Linked DNA regions of Hordeum vulgare: region 2 is linked to region 1. The links are chromatin contacts, called in public Hi-C maps. All regions are on one chromosome and are shown on one strand. Each heading gives the region's core, a stretch centred on a gene start, on an enhancer-like site or on the middle of the called end of the contact. The rest is flanking DNA. Distances are from core to core; before and after follow the strand shown.

The links. Hi-C and Micro-C count contacts between places; a contact is called where the count stands out from the background.
Region 2: a Hi-C map of seedling shows a contact between it and region 1, with 7 times the contacts expected there. The contact joins the promoter of LOC123443303 here to the promoter of LOC123443302 in region 1. A contact is called at or near these places in 2 of 6 Hi-C or Micro-C datasets (leaf and seedling) and 1 of 1 datasets of contacts at active chromatin or transcription factors (embryo).

Annotation. Positions count from the first base shown.
Region 1 is chr3H:148,016,945-148,020,319 of MorexV3_pseudomolecules_assembly, forward strand. LOC123443302 (triose phosphate/phosphate translocator TPT, chloroplastic) reads right to left here and starts at 2,100. Exons shown (of 12, transcript XM_045119639.1): 1 at 1,721-2,100; 2 at 1,325-1,393; 3 at 1,154-1,219; 4 at 948-1,026; 5 at 273-393; 6 at 81-176. The coding sequence starts at 1,974.
Region 2 is chr3H:148,832,298-148,835,744 of MorexV3_pseudomolecules_assembly, forward strand. It overlaps LOC123443303 (receptor-like protein kinase HSL1), which reads left to right and starts at 1,531. Exons shown (of 2, transcript XM_045119640.1): 1 at 1,531-3,447. The coding sequence starts at 1,835.

The sequences.
Region 1 (3,375 bases), core at 850-3,349:
TAACTGGTTTCTTATACTAAAAAATAATTTCTACAGCTTTAGTAGTGAACTGGTAACAGAAGGCTTAATTGAGAAATTACCAAGCACAACAGGGGCAAGAGACAACCACAGAGACAAGGGAACTGTCTGTCCAAGGACAAACTGGGTAGCAGCTGCATTGAAGAAGGGCTCCAAAGCTGCATAGCAATTATGTAACACAGAGAAGAATTAGCATATAAAACAGAAAAGGGACAAGAGAACTCCAAAATGAAATCTGCACATGAAATAGGCACCTTTAATAGTGTGGGCAAACGAGACTGCAACAGTAGCAAAGGACACGTTGCTTGTGACATGACCAAGAGCATGGCACAGTGCCACCGGAAAGAGCAGCTTCAGGAGCGTTCCATTGATCGGCTACGGAAGATGCGGTAATTTGCATTATTTTTTGAAGCAAATTTCAAGATAAGAAACATGGCCTTGATAAGAAGCAGCTATTGATATGATAAATTCTTCTAATATGTTGTCAATTTAGAGGCATGCTATTCTAATTAATGGACACAGACTTTTCTAATGTATGAAAAGATGAAGGGTGTGGATCAAGTTTAGTTGAAGCTTATTGACCACACAAACAACAACAGATTACCTTTACGGTTGAAATAAAGGGTCTGTACAATTTACTTAACAACTGCAATTCTTTTATGAAACATGAAATTATAAGATTTCCTACATTTTATACAGATGCTTAAACATGGCAGTGACATATGATCCATGAGTGCAACATTATAATGGAATTTACAGGAAGCCTATCAGTTGAACAATATTTATGAACTTTAAATGAAATACTACAGTCTCAGTGAGGCCGTTGTACTTTTATGAATTTACAGGAGGCCCATCAACTGAGGACCATTCTGCCCACTGTGTGAATTCCCAAAGAAAACACAACACTACAGCAAGGCGGTTAGAGTTACCGCGCGCTTCGGGAGACCAACGGCCCAGCTGAGGAGGCAGTACACGACCCCCACAAGTAGATGGATCACGGAGACAAAGCTGCAACCAGCAGTGCCATTTCCAGTGTAAGTTGCAACTCAGGCACAAGAACTGAAAGCAAGATCAGTGAGGCCGCTGATCTTCATCGTTTCGAAACAAAAGGCAAGGATGCAGACAACACACTTACTATGGGTAGGGGAAGTAGTTGTAGATCTTCTTGTTGAGGATGTTGAATATCACGTTCAGGAAGTACCTGCAGGATCACTTGCGGCAGAATGCACAAATTAGCTGAATAAAATCACTGCAAGATCGATCAAGCCAAACGGTGGGCGTGTTGAGTGAGGCAGCGAGAATGTACCACATGAAGAAGAAGAAGCCGGTGGTGATTGCAGGGTACTTCTCCAGCAACCCTGCCGACTTGGCCTCCCTATTATACAATAACCACAGTCAGTCAGAAAGTAATAAGATTGTTATAAGTGCGCTCCCAAGTCCAGTATCAGGCACAGGGCACGGATTTCGGCGCTGTGAGCCCCACCGATCAGCGATCAATGTGGCTGCAGGTGGGACCAGAATATTTGAAGTCGTGCCGCTAGCATGTGCAGCAGCGCAAATGTGGCTGAATTTATTTTTCTGTGCGGCGCGTGGGAGCGAGGAAACCAACTGCAGTATGTAACTAAACAAAACGGCCGGCCAGAGGAGTTTCTAGAAGCTTCCAGCGTGGAGACGCACGTGGCGCCACGGAATGATCACTCACCCGGCGGGGTCAGCGGAGGCGGCGGGCGGGCGGAGCGTGAGCCTCTTGGAGGCCTGGAGCGGGAGCAGGCCGGCGGGGAGGACGAGGGCGGGGCGGAGCTGGCGGCCCCAGACGAGCTGGGCGCCGTCGTGGACGGCGCCGGCGCGGGCGGCGGCCGGCAGGGGCGAGGCGAGGGCGGGGCCGCGGCGGAGGCGGAGCAGGCCGGCGACGCCGGCGGCGGCGCCGCCGGCGGAGAGCGTCCCGAGGGCCGGCATTGCTGCAGCAGCGCGGGGAGTCTGGGGCGATCGCGTTGTGCGCGGGGGCTGGAGCGGGGATGGGGCGGGCGGTTTTGGATAAGTTTATGGGTGGGAGCGGAGGGATTTGGGTGGCGGAGACGCGCGCGGGGGAGGATAGGCCGCTGCGATTGTTGATAGAGTTTGGGGAAGGAGACGAGACGAGAGGAGAGGACGGGGTCGGGTCGGGCGGGGCGGACGTCGCCGTCCGCGCGCGGCCCCGCTGCGCGAAATGGGAGAAGGTTTTGGACCGGGACGGGAAGGGCGATATTTTCCAGGGGCGAAATCGGACGGCGACGCGACGCGATGCTCGTGAGGCCGTGCTTGGAAAGTAGTGGCCGGCGTCCACACAATGCCCGGAGAAGATCCAGAGGCTGCTGTTTCCGGCTGGGAAATGTAACCATTTTTATGCCTGTTACTCTAATTGTTATTGTTAGCTCGTGGCACGGGAATCTCAGTCTCCTGCTTGAAAGCTATGGGACATTTTGCTGCTCATATAACTCCCTTCATTTTCATTTACTTGGTATATTTAAACGAATATACTTCCTCTGTCTTAAAAATGTACGTACTACAACCTTTGTGACAAAATGTAAGACGACTCTTATACTTTAATGCGGAGGGAGTAAGCTGTTTGTTTACTCTATATTTTTACCGCTGTGATTACCTTAATGCGTGCACTAGTTAAAATGTGTCAAATAAACAAAGGAAAAGCATTAGAATCAATCGGATGATTTTAAACTCACGTAAGCCTCCTCTCCACGTGACACCTGGCATGGTCCATTCACCGCTTTTCCTTCCAACCTTATCTCCTTCCTCTGCTCACATTTCTTCCCCGACGACAGCGGGGAACTGCGGAGGGATGTGTCCTGTGAAGTTGTTGTTGTGCACGTCGAGCAGCTCCAGCACCGTGATGTTGGCAAGCTCGGCGGGAAGGTGTCCGGTGAACCTGTTCGAATACAGATCCGGGAACACCAGGTTCTGCAGCTTCAATCTCCCTGGGTATCTCGACCGACGAGCTGGTTCTCACCGAGCCGGAGCCGGACCCGGACCAGCGACACGCAGTTGGTGACGCTCGGAGGAAGCAGCCCCGACAGCGCGTTGCCGAGCAGGAGCAGCTTGATGAGCTTCTGGAGTCCGAAGACCTCATCGGGGATGCCGCCGGTGAGCCGGTTTTTGGACAGGTCCAGCACGCACAGCTCGGTGCAGTCGCCCAGCGCGTAATAGCTTCCACATCAATTCGACACCGCCGTCGCGTGCTTCGTCGCAACACCCCGCCGCGATGAAATGGAGCACCATGCGTCGGTGGCCGCGCTGCAGGGAAACTTCACCGGCGGCCCGGGTGCCGATGGAGCTTCGAGGAGGTTAGTGTAGCGACGGAGCACC
Region 2 (3,447 bases), core at 281-2,780, 810 kb after region 1:
TGGTTTTTACACGTACTAGGTTTTCGTCCCATAGTCTTGTGTTCCTGATGACAGGCGCAGACGGTGGGTTTTCTGGTATTGCTCCGAAATCGCTTCTCCCTCTTTCCCTTGTTCTTGTTCTGGCTCGGAAGAAAAAACTGTGTATTTCCGTTATGCTTTATTATGGAAAGGGGGAAAGCCCGGTTCAAAAAAAGTATATTACATCGGATGTATGTACACAATATTTGAGTCAGACTCTGTATGTGACAGAGTGGTGAAGAGAAATTTATACACGAGCCTATCAAATTTTCTGGAGTTTTTACAGTACATATCCTAATAATTTGATAATTAACCTAACTAGTTTGGTCCAACTTGTGCAAGACCATTGTAACCGCGACGAAACTAGTTTAGTACTACATCTTGAAGCCTCATTGCAACTTGTCCAGACAATATGACACTTGGTATGTAATTATGAACACCGTCATACAGAAGCATCTCTTAATTCTGTCACATAAGTATGCAGACCATAGAATTTCCCGCAGAATAGCGGTATCGCAGACTCATTGGTTCGCATAGAATTTCGGGGCAATACCTTGGTTTTTCTTCAACCAAGGTACGTGTTATCTTCTCGGAGTTAAAATCAAAATTCAAAAAAGGCTTCTCCGACTAAAATCTTGGTTTTTACTCAGAGAAGCCTTTTTTGAATTTTGCAAGGTACGTGTTATCCTATATATTACAATATGTAAGGGGACAAACAAAAACACAAGACATGCTGCATGTGATGGATTGATGGGCTTCGTGATTCTTCTTGCTCAAGACATACTGGGTCTTCTTTCACTAGATTTACTATGGATCTCATAAAATGTAGCTTTCTGTAATGAAATTTTATTTATATCATGTTAGTCACTTAGATGCAAGACATGAACATGTTAAAGATGACTAACATGGAAAGCATATGCATGACTGGACGTACACATTATGTAGTGCAAAACTCATGTAGGATTCAAATACATAAGAGTTATAGGTCAATGGCAATCATCATGTCAAATTTAAGTCTTAAAAATATGGTTAGTTATATTATGATGTATTTTTATAACATATTTTTCATTAAAAAAATCCTAATATAGCTGAAAATGTCATCATTGCATAGAACACGAAAAGTTACACAATATTCATATACGGCACGTTTTCATCGGATGTACGGATTAAAAGTTACATCAGTTTTAATATAAGATAGTGTGACTCCTTACAGTCAGGCGCCACACAATGTAGTGTGGCTCCTTACTCTTAGGCGCCACATAATCAGTAGTGTAGCCCCGGGTGTCACGTTGGCAAGAAGTGCAATGCCCATATGCTAGGCGTTACATAGTGTAGTGTGACGTCCGACTGTCGGACGCCACATAAAAGGATCGACTGAATGAATTTATTTTAAACGTAATTTAGTTTGTGAATTTGTTTCGTTTACGGGTCAATTTTGTGGATTTTGCCTCTCCTCGCCGAGGATGGGGATTCCCCTCCCAAGAACGAAAACGTTTTAAAATGGACAGCTTCCATCCACTCCCCCACTCTACTCGATACCGGGTCTCCGCCTAGTAAACTGTGCGTGCTCAGCCTCAGCTCAGCTCGCTTCTGCTCTGCTCTGCTCAGCTTGCTCAGCTACCCCCACTCGCCTCGCTTGTCCTCTCCCCCATCCATCTCCATCTCAATAACAGCACCCACCAACTCGTCCCCCCCGCACACTCGCCGTCGCCAATGCCGACGCCCATGTCGCCGTCCTTCTTCTGACCCCGACGCACCTCGAGCGCGCCCAGCCAAAGAACCGTCCCATCGCCGACGCAGCCGAGACGAGACCACCATGGCCGCCTTCCTCCCCCTCCTGCTGCTCGCCGTGGCGGCCAATGCCGCCTTGATGGTGACCCCGGCGCTCGGGCTCAACCAGGACGGCCTCTACCTGCTTGACGCCAAGCGCGCGCTCACCGCCTCCGCGCTCGCGGACTGGAACCCCCGCGACGCCACGCCCTGCGGCTGGACGGGCGTCTCCTGCGTCGACGGCGCCGTCACGGAGGTCTCGCTCCCCAACGCCAACCTCACCGGCTCCTTCCCGGCCGCGCTCTGCCGCCTCCCGCGGCTCCAGTCCCTCAACCTCAGGGAGAACTACATCGGCCCCGACATCGCCAAGGCCGTCGCCGGATGCAAGGCGCTGGTGCGCCTCGACCTGTATATGAACACGCTCGTCGGGCCGCTCCCCGACGCGCTAGCCGAGCTCCCGGAGCTCGTCTACCTCAGCCTCGAGGCCAACAACTTCTCCGGGCCCATCCCGGACTCCTTCGGCACGTTCAAGAAGCTCCAGTCGCTCTCGCTCGTCAACAACCTGCTCGGCGGCGAGGTCCCGGCGTTCCTCGGCCGCATCTCCACGCTCCGGGAGCTCAACATGTCCTACAACCCTTTCGCTCCCGGTCCAGTGCCGGCCGAGCTCGGCGACCTCACCGCGCTGCGCGTGCTCTGGCTCGCCAGCTGCAACCTCGTCGGCTCCATCCCGGCGTCTCTCGGCCGGCTCGCCAACCTCACCGACCTCGACCTGTCGTTGAACGCGCTCACCGGCCCGATACCACCGGGGCTTGCCGGTCTGACAAGCGCCGTTCAGATCGAGCTGTACAACAACTCGCTCTCCGGCACAATCCCGAAGGGATTCGGCAAGCTCGCAGAGCTCAGGAGCATAGATATCTCCATGAACCGCCTCGGTGGCGCCATCCCGGATGACCTGTTCGAGGCGCCAAAGCTGGAGAGCCTGCACCTGTACTTGAACTCGCTCACGGGGCCCGTGCCGGACTCCGCGGCGAAGGCGTCCTCGCTCGTTGAGCTGCGCCTGTTCTCGAACCGGCTGAACGGCACGCTGCCGGCCGACCTCGGTAAGAACACGCCACTGGTGTGCCTGGACTTGTCCGACAACTCCATCTCCGGCGAGATCCCAAGGGGCATATGCGACCGCGGCGAGCTGGAGGAGCTGTTGATGCTCAATAATGCGCTTACCGGGCGCATCCCCGAGGGGCTCGGGCGATGCCATAGGCTGCGACGGGTGCGGCTCTCCAAGAATAGGCTCGACGGCGATGTGCCCGGCGCGGTCTGGGGCCTGCCGCACTTGGCGCTTCTGGAGCTCAACGACAACCAGCTTGCCGGGGAGATCTCCCCTGTCATCGCCGGCGCGGCCAACCTGTCCAAGCTGGTTATCTCCAACAACCGGCTAACCGGGAGCATCCCCTCGGAAATTGGATCCGTCGCCAAGCTGTACGAGCTATCGGCAGACGGCAACATGCTCTCAGGGCCTCTTCCCTCGTCTCTTGGCAGCCTCGCGGAGCTCGGCCGGCTCGTGCTCCACAACAACTCGCTATCTGGTCAGTTGCTCCGGGGAATCCGTTCTTGGAAGCAGCTTAGCGAGCTCAACCTTGCCGACAATGGCTTTACCGGAGC